2 separate regions of the Athene noctua genome follow, and region 2 is linked to region 1. A link is a contact called in public Hi-C data. All regions are on one chromosome and are shown on one strand. The core of a region is the stretch at or near the end of the contact, and the rest is flanking DNA. Distances in the headings are between cores, read along the strand shown. Region 1 holds the start of LOC141964794 (ligand of Numb protein X 2-like). Region 2 holds the start of LOC141964613 (homeobox protein CDX-1-like).

The links. A called contact is a pair of places that touch in the nucleus more often than the background predicts.
Region 2: a contact with region 1 is called in a Hi-C map of heart, with 2.8 times the contacts expected there. The contact joins the promoter of LOC141964613 here to the promoter of LOC141964794 in region 1. A contact is called at or near these places in 2 of 2 Hi-C or Micro-C datasets (heart and liver).

What each region holds. Positions count from the first base shown.
Region 1 is chr11:11,814,968-11,818,632 of bAthNoc1.hap1.1, reverse strand. It overlaps LOC141964794 (ligand of Numb protein X 2-like), which reads right to left and starts at 1,590. Exons shown (of 11, transcript XM_074915545.1): 1 at 1,478-1,590.
Region 2 is chr11:11,950,165-11,953,829 of bAthNoc1.hap1.1, reverse strand. LOC141964613 (homeobox protein CDX-1-like) reads left to right here and starts at 1,855. Exons shown (of 3, transcript XM_074915222.1): 1 at 1,855-2,287. The coding sequence starts at 1,855.

The DNA of each region.
Region 1 (3,665 bases), core at 341-2,840:
TTTAAGAGAAAGAAGTTTTGTTTTGAAGGAGCCATGTGCACAATCTGCTTTCTCTTTGCTGGAGAACTGCCAAAAGAGCTCTGGCCTTCAAGCATCAAGGACAAACGTCAGTGCCATCCCTCAGAGGCACAGCACACAACTGGCATTGCTGCAGGAGGACAACTACAGTTCTTTAAACTACACCACACCACCCAAACCTTGGGCTGCTCTGGAGTCTCCAGAGGCTAAAGGATTAGACTGGACAACTCTGGGGCTGTGTGTCAGTGACAGAAATTTCCCACGGCTGCCTACTATCTCCATAGGCTTGTACACCGTGACCCTGCCCTGACATACCCTTTCCACAGCAGAGACCCCCCTCAACACTTACTATCTGCACTTGAGCTGGAATAGCGTTTCATATGGAGTCTTTATACAGTTCTGGTCCTTTCGCCTTGGCTAAAAACCTGGAGCAGAAAGTGAAAATATTACCCCTTTTGGCTTGTTAAGCAATAGGGAAATATTCATTTTGCATTCCTTACTTTACCAAGGTAAAGTAGGACCAAAAAAAACACTCAAGGAATTGAAAGTGCTATTTCAAGCATGGTTTAAAGCAAACTAAGCCTACACTGCCACCGAAAGGGGCAGTCCCGCTCTCCCTGCCACCTCCTATGCTGGCATCAGCTGGCAGCTGCCTGTTCTGTTCGTTTTCAATCAGATAAAGAGGCTAATGTCAGAAGTAGAGAGAGGTCAAGTGCACACAACCGAGCAGCGAAGCAGAGTGGGATCGTCCCTTTTAGCAGCACATGGCCCCACCTCGCTTTAAATGCCCCACGAAAAACTCCTAAATAAAAAGCATTCCAGTCATGTAGCATCCCTTAAACGTTTCTTTCCAAGCCTCTTACAAACCTCTCCAGAGCACTACTTCATATTTCACATCACCTGTATTTCTTACCTTTAAGGCATTTCCAAAATGTCCACATCATCACGTTACTCTCCTTTGCCTGTTATCTCAGCTCCTATTTATAGGCTTTTTCTGCATTAATTACCAGCACGGCACCAGAAACTTGCCAACTTAATACCTCTCCATCTGCTAGCCAAGGAATTTTGCCCGAGCGTCCTCCTCCGACCCACACAAGCGGCCAGAACGCCGAGTTTGGGGTGTCCGGCCCAGGCCCGAGTGCTGCTTGCCTGCCTGACCGACCTCGGAAGAGTTAAACCCCGGGGGCAGGCGGGCGGGCGGGCAGCCGTCACCTGCGCTGCCCAGCCCCAGCCGTGCTTACCGCACGGGGTGAGGATACCAGCCCCAGCTGACTCTCCCCCCTCGCTCGGTCACGGCTGGGAAACCCTCGGCCGGGAGAACCGGGCGCCTGGGCAGGAGCTGCCGCCCTCCGCCGCTTCCACGGCGGATCCGCGACCCCCCGCGGCCTCCCGCCCCTCAGCCGCGGCGGGAACCCCGCGCCCCTCACACACACACACACACCCCGCCGCCCCCCCTCACCTGCAGGCGCCGGGGGCGGGAAGGGGGCTCGCTCGCCCCCGGGAAGGGGAGGGAGAAGGCGAAGGAAACCCAGCGCCAACTCGGCCTGCGACGGCGGCAAGCGCGGCTCCTCCACCAAGTTTCCGGGCGGGGAAGAAAGTCGAAACCTACGTGAGAGGAGGAGGCAGCGCAGCCGCCCAGGTGTCGCCCGCCCGCCCGGCACGGCTCAGCCCTGCCCTCCCCGCCGCGCTCCCCTCCTCCTCGGGCCGGCCCGGGCCGCCCACAGCCCCAGCAGCCCCGCTCCAGCCCCGCCAGAGAGCGCCGGGCCGACGCGGGGCGCCTTGTTGTCCTCGGCCGCCTGCGCCGGGCTCTCCCGCTCCCCTCAGGCTCTGCCCGGCCCCGGGGCTGGCGGGGCCGCCGCGGCGGGCGGCTGGGGCGGCTCTGCCCCGCTGTCCGGTCGCGGTGAGCCGGTGAAACAGCCGCGGAGGGCAGGGGCTGGGGGCTCACCTCAGGGCGGGACCCGGCCCGGGGACCCCGGCCCTGTGGGGAGCGGCCTCTGCCCTCGCCTAGCGACATCTCTGCTTGTGGGCTGAAGTGATTCTGCCCACCCCAGCAGTGCCCTTAAGCCTCTGCCTTACAAAAAAAAACCCCTGTAAAATAAAATAAAGTGCAAAATCTGATGCTGCTCGAGTGCAAGGAGCAAACTAGTTCAGCGAGCTGAAAGAAAAAAAAAAAAAAAGGACAGAATTTGAGGAGAAATTATTTATTTGCATTCTGCCCGCTTTCAGTGATAAACAGAAATACTGACAATTCAGAAGTATTTGGCTTGCACTTGCATTTAATTTGCTGGCAAGGCAAATCGTAGAAGTCTAGGAAGTTAGTGAGGTGGTTGCTGATCAGCTGTCGTGCTGTGGGAGGAAGCCATGGGACTGCGGGGCACTTCGTGCCACTTTGGGGCTGGTAAGAGCCAGGGAAGGGATGGCACTGGAGACAACAGAGTGCTAATTTCTGTGCTGTTACTATGAACAGGAAATAGGTCCAACTTCCAGCACTCCTGTTTAGGCAGCTCCCTGTAGCCCTCATGCTTCAAACCAGCAAAGTGCCAAACCAGGTGGGGCCTGAAAGTTTTCAAGCTGTGTTAGCATGTCCAAGCTATGAGTTTATCCCAGAGGAAGAGACCTTCCTGGATGTGTATCATCCCTTTCTTTGTACCATATCTCATTTAAGTCCACACAGTGAATTAGAACAGTTTCAAGCCAAAAAAACCCCAAATCAAACCAACCCCCAACCCATAGTATTTTCTGGGTTATAATTTCTTTCTCTGGTTCATCACACAGCCTTGGAAATACTCTTACTGCAGTCAAGAGGGTCATGAGTAATAAAGAAAATGACATTTCTGCCAATAAAGAACAAAAATATAGAACATCAAGCCATAGTTTTAGAGGAAGATCTATTAGGAAGGAAAGCTTTGTACATTGGCATAGGTAATAGCACACGCCTGTCTGCATTTGATCATTTAGGCATGTCCCACAGTTGCTGAAGTAGACTTAAATGGAGAGAGGAGTAAGTGCTTTCAAGGCCTTGAAAATACCTTCTCTGCTTTAGTAGGGCTAGGGGTCTGTGTTCTTCAAGTAAGACTATTCAAGAAATGTTGGTGCAGAGAGGAGATTGTCTTTTATTTCAGACATGGACTGATTTGGCTCAATTTACCCATCTTCTGTTAAATTTCCTATGTAATCATTTTGGTTCTTTGCTACCTTACAAAATCTTTATGTTCCCTGTTTTTGTCTATTGAAGTCTTTGAATGAGGGGCTGTGAGCTATGCTTGTTAGTGTGCGAGAGGATCTTTGTGTTGCAAAGGTGAGACAGTAGGGAGATGCACCATGTACCGAAAATGCAACAAGACCCTTTCTTTTAATTTAGATCACTGTTGGAAATATAATGGAACCGAGGAACACCAGCAACACATCTTTGCTCGAGATCCATGTTACCACAGGACATGAAGTGTAAGGTATTTTTGTAGAGCTTGACTAAGAATTGTGATCTAGATTTGCAAAACCATCGATTTCGATTAGACTAAATTAATCATTTGCAGAATTTACTTTGAAGCACCAAGGCTGAGATGGCTGAGAAGTCTGGATAGCATCACTTCTTCCAACCGTTCTGAACAAAAAAAGATTTTAGCAATAAAGTGTTTGGCTGGTCTGAG
Region 2 (3,665 bases), core at 606-3,105, 130 kb before region 1:
TTATTTTGCTGATACAGGAGAATTAAGCTGTTCAGATACATGATTATTAACTTCCCTAGATTTGAGGAGTCTATACCAGCAGGTATACTTGGCCATTTTGAATGGCTGGCTGTCACAGATGTGTAAATTGCAACTGAATAACCTCACATACGCAAGCAGAAGAAACAGTTTGACAACTTCCCCCCCACTAACGATTTTTAAAATACCTTTAAATACCAGCAAAACATTATCCTCCAAAAGCTCACAAGAAGCAAGGAGTAAATGAGCACAAGTTTTACCCAAGTGCACAGTAGAAATGTCTTAACAAATCCTCAAAAAAGGTAGCCTGTGTTTTTTCACCTCACTCTGAAATGAACAGTCAAAAAAAGTTTTTTCCACAACTACAGCCATAACCCATCTTGTGACTGCAGACTAAGGACACCATTCTCTCACAAAAGGGAACAACCGTGTTGTCAGGTGTGCAAAGTGACTCTTTACACCTGAGAACCAGGAGGAAGAACCTGTAAGTCTAAATGGTGTTAAAGTGCAAAAGACTCTCATGGAAAAAATACACCTCTGAACAAAGAAAAAGCTCATTATACTTTGCACCTGTTTAAGAAAAATACTTTTAACAAGTTGGTTCATTAATAAAGGTGCAATTAAGTATCACATCATTAAAGGAACAGGAATGAAAACAGTAAATTCTCATTAAGAGACAATGCTAAGGTATCCATCTCATTTAAAAAAAAAAAAAAAAAAAAAAGAAAGAAATCAACACTTGCTCTCCTCATTCCTGGTTACAGATAATCTCACAGGAGTTGGTTACTTACAAACATAGGATTGCTCCTGAAAGTTAGGAAATTGCTTTTTTGAGTTAAAAAGCTAGAATTTGTTACCATATTTCTAAGAAAAGTTGTTACTTATTGTGAACAAGCACAGCAATGAGAACAGAAAAACCTTTAGGGAAAACTACCACTCATTTCAATATCATAAGCATAGGGAAAGTGACAAATTTTGCATTCTCTCAATAACAGATTCTCTTTCTGTTAACATTGTAAGGTAGAACAGAGAAACTTCAATCAGTGGCAAGCAGCCAGCTCATGAATAGGCTTGCTAACATCAACAAGACTATTCGTATGAACAAATGCTCAAAATGACTATGAGACTTCTTGTATACCCTTTGTAATGTTAAAATCAGCAGGATTACTGTGGTTTCTGAGTGCTCTCCCACATGGACTAAGAGCTGAAGTCAAGAAGAGTGTTCATGTGAGAAACTATGTAAGAGCTGCAGTTAAAGACTGAACTGGTCCTTTGTTTTCAGTTTTAAAAAATAATATAGCACATTCTAACAAAAGAAGTACTGGACTAACAGATATCAGGCTTTAACTATAACCTAGTGCCTGAAGTTAGATTCTGACATATATTGCTCAAGAAAAATACTACTTCTACTGCCTGAACAGTTATTGGTTAACTATGTATGCAACTCTGCTTGAAGACTACAAGATTTCAAACTACATTCAAAAAGTATAGAACCGGGATGGTAATACATAAAGGATCTGTGAGAAAGGAAGCACTAGAACTAGCAGCAAGGTGGGGTTGCCTGCATGGTCAGCCCTTCATTTGAATGCAAATGTAATTTTGGGGCAGGCAGTTATCTGTGACATCAGGCAGGACCTTAGTAAACTGTTACCACCAGCACCTGGTAAAACCATTGTTAATCATGTGTAGTAAAGGGACATCAGGGCTAGCATGAGTCATTTATAGAGCCAGTCAGGGCTAGAAAAGAGAGAGAAAGAAAGAGGAGGGGAAGAGAGATCAAACAAACACTGTGAGGAGCAGGATGTCCCAGCAAGACAAAGCCAGGCTGTGAGCATCATGTATGTGAGTTATCTTTTGGATAAAGAAACCAGCATGTATCCAGGATCTGCAAGGTGCAGCAGCAACAACCTGCCAGTGCAAAACTTTGTGTCTACTCCACCCTATTCAGATTACATGGGATATCATCCTGTGCCAACTCTGGACACCCATGGACAGCCTGCAGGAACATGGGGATCGCCCTATGGCCCACAGAGGGAGGACTGGAACGCTTACGGCCCAGGACCTTCCAGCACTGTTGCTGCTGCACAGATCAATGGCTCGTCTCCTGGACAGGTCTCCTACAGTTCTGCTGATTACAGCTCCCTCCATCCTGCTGGATCTGGGGGGTTACCTCCTGTAGATACAATTAATACACAGCAAATCTCTCCCAACAGCCAAAGGCACAGCTCTTACGAATGGATGAGGAAAACGGTGCAATCTACTTCTACAGGTATGAGGGCACTGAGGTTTTATGCCAAGAAGAAATTCTACTTTTTTTTTTTCATTGTTGGGGTTTTTTTTTGCCATCTTCCCTGCTTAGAGGGAAGCATGCAGTTTAACAAAGAAAGATCCTAACTGCTAGCAGTTAAATGTTGGTTCGATTATTGGATGCTGGTTTTGATCAGCTGACCACATCTTATTTTTCCTTCTTGATCTTTAATGCTGAGCCAAGTGAAAAGCAATGTCCTTTGACAGCGAAGTATTTGCACTTCAGATATGGTAAAAACATTTGTGATATCAAATAATTGCTTTTAATAGGAGTCCTATAGATTGGAATGAAGCAGCATGTCTGCAGAAAGAAATTGTGATCAAAGTATCATATTTCTCCACTACCTATACTGTGCTTATTTTCCTCATGTTTTAGAGTACATACGAAAATTTCAAGTAAAATATATACAGTAGGGGGTTGGAAATAAGGTTTTGTATTAGAAACAACCTCTGTAAACCTTAGAACACTGAAATGAAATGAGATCTGAAAGATCAAACAATGAGTCAATGCTTTAAAAACAGGAATGATAAGGAAAGGCTCGCTTCACTTTGTAGTAGTAGCTCTCAGAATATGCAGGAATATAAAGATTCATGGTAACAAAATCAGTTAATACAACAACAGATCAGTCTCTGATGCATAATAGTTGAGGAGTACAAAACAATTCTTCAATCATATTTAACCTGTAAAAATAAGTCATGAAGCATGAGGAAAAGGTTCTGTTTGATTGCAGTTAAGAACAATAGAAAAAAATATATTGAGCATCCTTAAAACAAAAATCTGTACCTTGTATGAATAGAAAAAAAATTATGAAACAAGAAAGTGAAGAAGGAAAAGAAAGAGGAAAAACTGCCTGAAAAGAAGAGAGGCACAATCTGCTATATAAAAGTATCTGATCCTCTGAGGTGCTGAGCAGCTTTCACATGCATGGAGATCAGTAGAAATTAAGGATGCTCAATACCCCCCCTAAAGAGATGCTCACAGTATTTCAATATTACATCCCAGGAAGGTTCCCTTCCTTTCAGCCCTTCCTCCCACCCCAGCTCTGTTCCACACATGCCTATAAATAACAGTTTTCAAAGAAAGTACTGAATCAGTCTCCAATAGAAAAGTAATTACTTAAAACATTTAGAAAAATGAAAGCAACTACATAGAAAAATTGTCTGTATTAAAATAATGCATCTAATTAATATAGGCAGATGGAGTCATCTTCATTCCTGCTGAACACAACTTTAGTTCATAGAGAGTCCATAGAAGTCAACAGGACAATCAGAGTAGGTTGTTACTCTGTGTGAATAAGAATTTTGCCCCCCCCCCCCCCAAAAAAGTTTGTATTTTAAAA